Regions from separate parts of the Zea mays genome. Here region 1 is linked to region 2. The links are chromatin contacts, called in public Hi-C maps. All regions are on one chromosome and are shown on one strand. Each heading gives the region's core, a stretch centred on a gene start, on an enhancer-like site or on the middle of the called end of the contact. The rest is flanking DNA. Distances are from core to core; before and after follow the strand shown. Region 1 holds the start of LOC100272480. Region 2 holds the start of LOC100282938.

Region 1 (4,926 bases), core at 2,272-4,771, 780 kb before region 2:
GTAGATCTCAAAAAGTTATGGAACTTTATAGTTGGTCAGATTTTCAAATGAACTCATTTAGTGCCTTAAATAATCAAATTACTCTCGGTTTATTATAGTACATGGGGAATGAAAACGTAACATAGGCATAGTTGGTGTAGTAGTGTAGTGGTATTGGAGTGTATGCGCGAGAGAGAAGTTGCGAGTTTGAATCTCACCATTTACAAAACATATAAATTTCATTCAAAATAACAGTGCAAAATAATAGGGTTAAGATAATAGGTAGGGTTGGAGAGTTGTTCCTATAATTTAAAAAAATATTTTGCTTTTTTCGATTCTTAATTTGCCAAGTGTTTTTCTTTGCCGGGTGCTTTTTGATACTCGACAAAGTGTCCGAAAAAAGTACTCGGCAAAGAACACTTTACCGATAAAATATTTGCTGAGTGTTTTTGCCGAGTGTTACACTCGGCAAATGTTTTGCCAAGTGTAAAATAGCTTTTGCCGAGTGTCTTAGACACTCGAAGACACTAAGCAAAGAATACGATTCCGGTAGTGATAGTTGCATCTCCTAATCACGACAGTATTAGTATTTGCCATATAAATTATCCCTTTATATATATACCGTGTCACATGAGAGTTTTATCTTGTGTCACTTCAATATTTATTATATATTATAAATATTAATATATAATACATAGTTAAAGTTAAATGTATTTATATTTTCAAAAATAGCATAGACCCTGTGTAGGTATATTGGAGATTCTCTTTCGATCAGCGGATCAGGCCAAGACAAATGCATGATGCATCTTTGTGGGCGCAGGTTGTAAGATAGGAGGCATGGGTGGACTATCCTTACAACCACGTCATGTACGTACGTGTCGCGCATGCAAATTTTCCAACTAGTTCTAACGAATGGCTCCGTACAGCTGTCGCACGATGGTTCTCTTGTGCTAGGCTGCTAGCTTAGCAGCAACGTGGGAGACTGCAGCAGGACGTCCCAGTGGTCCTGGAGACTATAGTTGTCCTGCATGGTAAAGTCCGAGGTTTACCCGCCCATGGCCGGTGGTGTTTAGATCCTGTTTCTAACAAAACAATTTCAGATTTCGGAAACTATTTTACGCCTTTTTTTTTTCTTTTTGTCAAAAAATACTTTGGATGCCGATAAAGTCAGGAAAAAATGCTTTAAACCCCTCCGTCTCTTTGACGTGTGCCTAACAGTTGGATGCCATGAATTGCTAGGAGTTCAATTTTGCCTTTCTGCTCCAGCAGGCCTATCATCGAGAGAGTTTACAGGTTATAGATTGACACAGTGTTAGCAAGGGCGCCCAGCTAAGGTTACATAATTCTTAACAATTATACTATTACAACTAGAGAGGGCAACGAGGACCCGATCCTCGATTCACCGTGGGAAATTCCTTCATTAGGGCTAGTTTAGAAGTCCAAATCCCGGAGGGGATTGAATGAGCTAAAATCACCTTCTTATTAAAAATTGAATAAGGACGAGATTTTAGCCCCTCCAATCCCCTACGGATTTGAGACTCCCAAACTAGCCCTTAGAGAATGGGATGGAGAAGAAACTTCCCCCGCGGGATATAAACGGGAAAATTTAGCCTTCGACAGGTAAACGGGGATGGAGACGGGTAAGCATTCTCTATCCCCGTTCTCCATGTGGACTCATTAAACTTGCACGCGACTATGTTTTTGTGTATAGATTAACGACAAAAATAAATAATTACTGTGTCAAAAAACCACTAATTATATAAATGTGTTCATTTTGATGTATGCATAATGATTTCTTAAATCTGACGATGTGTATAAATGACAATTTTTAATATTAATAACAAAGAATGTATGTCTTAATTATAATTTAAATGGGGATGGTGATGCCCGTTGGAGATTTATCCCACGGAGAACGGGATGGGAAAGAAATGTTCCCCACAAGCGTTCGTGGGATCACCGCGGGAAAAAATCATGGCGGAAACAGGGACGGGGAGCTATTTCCCGGCGGGCAATTCACCGTTGCCGTCCCTAATTACAACAGTATATGGCGCTGTCTGTTTCCGTTTTTTACTAAACATGATTTTTGCAGCCGCTGAATCTATTCTCTAATTCTCAGTTACTAATTCAATTTTTTGATTATGGACAATATCAGAATAGGCAAAGGCGAGTTTTATCACAGGTTGTTTCGTGGGATTATACGATTCTGAACAATATGCGTGACAATAGGTAACGCCGAGATGATAGATTCATAAAACAGAAAGCCTAACTTGCTTACGTATACTTGTATAGCACTTTGTTGATCGACACTAAAGAGATGCTAAATCCTATAAGCACTTCTCCTATATTTTAGTCAGCTGAACTTTTAGATAATTAAGACAATACTTGTACAAGTAGTTAATATAATTTAATTACTATTTTATAATTTCTCTTTAGTATTATAGGTTTTTTTTATCCTCATCCAACTACAGAAATAATTATTAATTATTTTTTATTAATGTAGATCAGATTTTATCAAATATATGTTTTCATCTAATATTTTTATCGTCAAAACTAAAATTATATATTACTCCTGCCTAAATTGTCTGGTTCGCTGAACAGGGCCCATGCATGACGTCACCACGAGGTGTATGTGTGGATATGGATCGGCCCATAGATCGACGGACCTGCATTATTCTTGTCTGTTTCGACTTGGACGTGCATGCGCCGCAATCGGAAGCGCTGTCGGCCGTCCGTCCAAACGTATTTGGGGCTCTTGTTTCTTTGCGACGAAAAAAAAAGGTAAAGCGACGTGTAGTGTAGTGTAGATGTCACCAGCGCTGCAGTGCACCGGACGCACCGTGTAACGACGACTCTTTAATTTGTCGATGCACGGCCATGCCTTTGCAACAGCTAAACACATCTGCACACCACGTACATTTGTACTCCTATGTGACTAGGCAAAACTTGAGAGAAAAAACCGGCCGTTCGTGTATCTTCACTGCGAGGGTGCTGGCGTGCTGCAAGCCTGCATCTTCATGTACTCGTAGTAGTAGAGGGCTAGAGGCACGAACAGGATTACATTTAGCTTCCAAAATAAAAACAAGCAACAGTTTTGTTGGCTAGTCTGCCTCTTGTTACATGCAAGGTTCCGTCCGAGACCAGAACCGCGGCTGGGCGGCCGGGGAACTGGGTAAACCAGCGGCGGCCCAGCCCCACCACCAGCTGCAGATGCATTGCACGCACCCCGCCCAGGCGCGCACCGCACGGTCGGGCCGGCGAGTCCTTCTCTATCGTCATCGGTGCATGCCTGGTGGCGCGACTTTTACGGTGGCCCCAACACGTGGCCCCCCGCTTCACGTGCCCCTCCTCTCCCTACGCTTCCCCCTCCCCGCCTCGCCGTGCGTGATGCGTCCCACATGACCCGCGGTTGCCGACGCCGTCAATCTCGCCGTCACATGCCAAGCCTTCTATTCCGTCGTCGCCTTCATCTTCCGTCCCTTGTCTTGCTATAAAACAACACAACGAAACAAGGCGGGGGAGAAGAGAAGCCAATCCTCCATCACCGCCACCGCCCGAGCCCCGAGGCCTAGGCCCTGATCTCTGCCTACCAAACAATGGAAGCCACAGCAGCCACCTTGTCCCGCTCCGCCTCCCTCTCCGCCGGCCGCCCCCACCGCTCCCGCACCGCCAGGTTCCCGCCACCACCCCCACACCTCACCCCGCTCTCGGCTGCCGCGTCCCCGCGCGGCCTCCCGCTCCGCCGAGCCAGGTCCGACGCCGAGGTCGCCTACTTCGCGAGATCCGCCGTCCTCGTCCGCCACGCTCCGATCCCCGCCATTATCGTGGCCGACGAGGAAGAGCGCCAGGATGACAACAGCAAGGCGCCAGCAGGCCTCGACGGCGCCGGCGCCGGCAGGAACGGCAGCAGCCACCGCGGCGGCAGCGGAGGCCGTGGCGGCGGCGGCGGCGGCGGCGGCTGTGACATGGGCGAGTACTACCGCCGCGTGCTGCGGGTGGATCCCGGGAACCCGCTGCTGCTGCGCAACTACGGCAAGTACCTGCACGAGGTGGAGCGCGACCTGGCGGGCGCCGAGGGCTGCTACGCGCGCGCGCTGCTGGCGTGCCCCGGGGACGCCGACCTGCTCAGCCTCTACGGCCGCGTCATCTGGGAGGCGCGCCAGGAGAAGGACCGCGCCGCGGCCTACTTCGAGCGCGCCGTGCAGGCCGCCCCGGATGACTGGTGAGGACTACTCCGATGCTTCCAGTTCCACGCCGTGATACCTCACTCGTTCATCGATCGGTTATTGATTGGTATGGTACTGCTGTGATGGTGCAGCTACGTGCTCGGGTCCTATGCGAGCTTCCTGTGGGACGCCGAAGACGACGACGAGGAAACAGGCACCCCAGCGGTCGATGTGGTCGCGTCGTGCGACTCGCCGGCGTTGGTGCCCGCGTGCTGATCGTTGTCCGCGTGGGGTGTGGACGGTGTCCGGTGGTCACCTGCTTCATCTGCTGTGTTTTGTTAGGACTGGTGTACATATGAGGACGGATGAGGGCGGCGGAGGGAGCACCAGGGTAAATCAACTGTCACCGCCGTCTACGGAACCGGCGAAAAATAATTAACAAGGAACCTCGCCGACGGGACGAACGCGCGGCGAAAAATAACGATGGCCGCAGCAAAACGGCTGGGCCATCGACGGTCACCTCGTTTGCCTCTACTCTAATCATTACTGTTTGTGTTTGATAGATGTGTTAGTGCGACCTTGTAGCTGGATGAATAGCTGAATTTACTGAGCAGTTGATGTACTTAGGCTCCTGGTGACCTAAAATGGGTGTGCAAATGTGCAATCCTAGTGATCTAAAATCAGTAGTGTGTAATCCTGTTTTTCTACATTGATAGTCGATAGAGGACTGCCTCGCTATATAGCTTGAGCTCAATAAATCACTACTAATACTAGTACCAGTGTG
Region 2 (4,528 bases), core at 466-2,965:
AAAAGACCCACTACCCATGGTTATGTAAGTAGAAATTACAATATATACCATCCTTCTTTTCTCACCTTAAATAAACAAACAAGGGTATTGTTGTCTTTGTGAATAATCTACATTTGTATAATCTAAACTACCAAACAACTACATATAGATTATAATATATCTAGATTATAATCTGGATTATATAATTTAGATTATAATCCAGATTATATAATCTATAAGCTGAAACAAACAGGCCCATAATTTAGATTATAATCCAGATTATATAATCTATAAGCTGAAACAAACAGCTCCTTGCCCTAAACAAAATCTAGTGGGGTCATGAGGAAAGGTTTATTGCATCCTACAGAAGCGTCATTTCCTGTTATGGGGGGCCTAGAGTCACGTCTTTGATTGCCAGAGATTGCACAAGTTGCATGACTAAATAAGCTGTCCAGTTCTGAATACGGAGGAATGCAGATGCGTTCGGAGCAAATGGATCGCACCATACCCAATCATTACAGGTTTCAGCGCACCTCTCAATGATTTGAATGGTATGGCTATGGCCACACGGGTGTTTATCAGCAGTAGCAACACAGCTCATCAGCACTGAATCACAAGGTTATTAAAACGGTAAAACGTTGGAACGCTCATGGGTGAAATTTTGACTAAACAACACAGGAAAAATACCAATACATCATAATTTCAGACAATAATATGAAGTTAAATACCAAAATAGAGCGGCTAGTGGCTTACCAAAACTTCACCCATGAGCTGGATTGAATCTCAAAAGTAACTAATAGACTGGACCCAAAAAGTAGCTAATGGTCTAAAATGCATAAAACACTGCGATTTACAGTTTAGAACGCCAAAACGCTAAAACGTGGTTTCAACCTCTAATTAAAGTTTTGACGTTTAAACATAGTTTAACCATCGTTTAAACGTAGTTTAAACATCGTTTAAACATAGTTTTAATAACACTGCTGAATCATCTATCGATGGACCAACCGACTAGGAACAAACAAAAGATCGAGTCACATGTTTGGGCGTAGCAAGAACTCACATGAGGATCCAGTTGCCGTCGAGGAGATCCGGCGACTCGACGGGAGCAGTAGTAGGGTTAACCGCCTCGAGCTGGGTGACTAGCTCGACGACCTCACCTCTGACCTCCGTGGACGCCCGGAAGCCGAGGTCGGAGCCGTACACCGTGTCCACCAGGCACCGCTTGAGCTCCTCCCTCTTCACCTCCTGCTCGTCCTCCTCCGCCGCCGGAGCAGGGGCCGGCGCCGGCGCCTCCGGCTCCTTTCCCCAGTCGTCGTCTGCGGAGGGGCTAGGCGGGTCCGCGGCGGAGGGCGGCTCGGGCTCAGGCACCCCGGGCTCGCCCCACTCGTCGACGACGATAGGGCGTGAGTTGCCCTCGGCAGAGTCGTCGCGGCCCCACTCGTCTTCGTCGATGGGAGGATCGGGCTGCGCGGGGGGCTCGGGGTTGTCCGGCGGCGAGCGCTCGCCCCACTCGTCTGGGATGCCCCCTCGGCCACGCCCGCGGCCGCGCCCGGTTGCCCCCGGGGGGCGGCGCAGGCGGAGGCTCGAGGTGTGGGGCCTGAGGGTGCCACGGACTAGGTGGCCGGCGGCGGGGCGGTCGAGGGAGGAGAGGGGGAGGAGGGACGCGTGGGACGCCGCGGCGAAGAGGGGAGCCATTCGATTTCGCTCGCTTGACTGACGGACTGGGATGGGAACTTGGGAAGAGTGGTCGCTCAAGGGAGGTAAAGTAACTCAGGCCCGCCCCCCCCCCCACCCACCCCCAAGCCAACAAGTGAAGAAGAGGCGCTGGCGCGCTGCGCTACGTACGTTTGTTGGGATATTGCCTCGTCTTGGAATCACATGCGGTCTTGGGCCAGGGTGACGGAGTCCCCATGGGCTTTCTCAAAGTGTCCCATGGATCTTGAGGGGATAATGAAGCTACGGCCATTTGCTGCACACGGGCCTATTAACTGCCCTTGTGGTAGTGCAGTCGGCCTCGATGTGGTGGCAGCGTGGCCTGTACGAGAGGCAGCACGAGGAGAAAGGGAGTGACTGACGAATGAGGTCGGTTTGTCAATACGAAAGACATTTAAATGATGAGAAACACAGTTGACATATACGGATTTAATTGAAAGTTTTTCAAAACCACGGTTGGTTAATCAAACGTATTTTAAATTTCTTATAATCTATACGTCAAAACTATTATTTTATATCTTAAAGCTTATAACAATTTTATTTTATTATATATATATCAACTAAAGACAACCTACAAAGGATCGAAGGGGATTAAATCCTTCTCTATTTTAATTTTTACTAGAATAGATTTATTCTTCTTCTATTTCCTTAAATTCACCTCTAAGAAATGTTTGGATTACAGGAACTAAAATAAAAGTGACTAAAGTTTAGTCACCCTAGGGCTAAAGATCTAAACATCTAGACTAGAATAGTAAAAGTGTCATTTTAGTCGCTTTTAGCTCTTATTGTTTGTATCTTTAGCCCTGAAGTAACTAAAGATTAGTCACTTTTGTTTTAGCTCTTGGGATCCAACCATGCCCTAAACCAGCCTAAGAGCATCTCCAAGGGACTCTTCATTTTTGGCTCTCTATTTTTGTCTCTATTTACCTTTCCATAAATATTTCACTCTATATGTAGCATCTCACTTCAACAGGCTATGTATATAGTATGGCTAGTCAGGGTGGCAAGCCATGTATGGCTAGTGAGGGGGCAAATTTAGAGAGTCATAGCTTGACGAGTTGATAGCTAGTTTATGGAGATTTTTTTCTGTTGAGTAGTCAAAATTTTGATTGACGAGCCATCTGGCTAATCTCTTGGAGATACTCTAAGAAGTCAGTGTCCACCCTTACGCTAACCAAGCATTACCTTGAAAAAGTCCACACACAAGCGCGTCCACACAGACGATGACCCCAACATTAACGAAAACTAGTCGGTTGCCCGTGCGTTGCGACATCTCACAACAATACCCGCATAAACTATCCACCAAAAGATCTCAAGATTTTTTATTGATTGTCTCCGCTCTTTGCATAATATTTTTTTGATTTGACTAACTGATGTTGTTGTTTACTCCATCCAATATGTCTTGGTACAACACGACCAATGAAGTGAGCGATTAGAAGAGAGTTCACAACGACTGAATGAACGAATAGAGATTATAGAATGACATAATTCCACCATACAGAGACCAAATAAGAGGAAGTTTGTGAGTTCAAGTTTCTAAAATAAGTCACATGAACTCAAACTTATAAAAAAATAGATCAAAATATGGAGTAGTTGCTAAACTGGATGCGCTCCATACAAATTATTGTACTTCGTAGCAATTACCAACGTTTAAAACCAACAAATAACATTTCCTTTTACTGTTAGTATGACAAATCATTGTTGCCCCATCCAATTCAGCAACCTCAAACACCATGGAGTCCATTGCGCCAATATGGTCTCAGAAACGACCTAATGCTTGCAAGAGCCAAGAAAACAAGAGACGAGCATCCTGTGGTAGTGACTGCATGGATCACCAAATCCTACACATTTTGCAGGATCCATGAGCCATCATTAGAATAACACAAACCATGTGCAGACAATAAATAAAGTATTAACACACCAAAATTATATTTAGTCCTTAGCACAACAAAAAACTAACACCCAAAACAATAGAGGAACAACACAATAATTTTTGCAGTGACGGAAGGATGGGTGAAAGGTACATAGAAGTGGTAGACGCATACCGAGTCTACACCGTGGTAAGGAAAAGGCCATGTAGACATGTGATGCCGAGCCATCGAATAGGCACCATATGCAGCAAATCAGTGACCTCCATCCCTCGCTTCCCCACTTCCAAGGTTTCGTAGAGCAGGAAGGGAAGGGAAGAGGCGGGCATACCTGTTCGTTGCTGGAGAAGGACACGACGAAGACCTGAACATCTAGAGGCGACATAGGTAGTATACCACTAGATACATATAGGGAGAGAGCATGCAAGTGAAGAAAGAAGCCCAGCTAGAGTAGCTCCAAACCGAGAAGGGCGAGAGAATGTGAGTGCCTTCCCAGCCCTGGACCCGCCGAGGCGACACAACACCACCACCAACTCTATAGCACATGCCGACTACAGCCGCGCTACGGGCCGTAGTTGTCCAATATCTCAGACCTGGACTCCTCATCGCCAAGATAACCTAAGCGTGGCAGGCGCCACCGTGTCCTCAGCGGCACGCACGAAGAAAGGCCAGGAGCAAGACTAACTCGCCCCGTACCCGCGTCGAAGAGCATCGGTCGACTCGCGGCTGTGACCGTGGGCGAGGGTAGTAGGTTGGGGAGGAAGAACAGGGCAAAGGCCGGGAAGACAAACAGGATGTCCGACGATGGCGAAAACGATGGTGCACTCATACTGTGAAATGTCCTCGTGGATGTGCAATAGCCACTGCGCGGGTCGGTGTTGGGGCTGGTGTTAGACGAATACAGGAAGGATGCGCATGCTCCCACGCCCTCTACCGAGAATGGGGTGGCGCGGAAATGGAGGCATAAG

What was found. A called contact is a pair of places that touch in the nucleus more often than the background predicts.
Region 1: a contact with region 2 is called in a Hi-C map of tassel, with 2.4 times the contacts expected there. The contact joins the promoter of LOC100272480 here to the promoter of LOC100282938 in region 2. A contact is called at or near these places in 3 of 25 Hi-C or Micro-C datasets (bundle sheath, ear and tassel).

The regions. Positions count from the first base shown.
Region 1 is chr1:103,507,872-103,512,797 of Zm-B73-REFERENCE-NAM-5.0, reverse strand. LOC100272480 reads left to right here and starts at 3,521. Exons shown (of 1, transcript NM_001146951.1): 1 at 3,521-4,879. The coding sequence starts at 3,573. The coding sequence ends at 4,202.
Region 2 is chr1:102,722,877-102,727,404 of Zm-B73-REFERENCE-NAM-5.0, reverse strand. LOC100282938 reads right to left here and starts at 1,715. Exons shown (of 3, transcript NM_001155843.3): 1 at 1,040-1,715. The coding sequence starts at 1,674.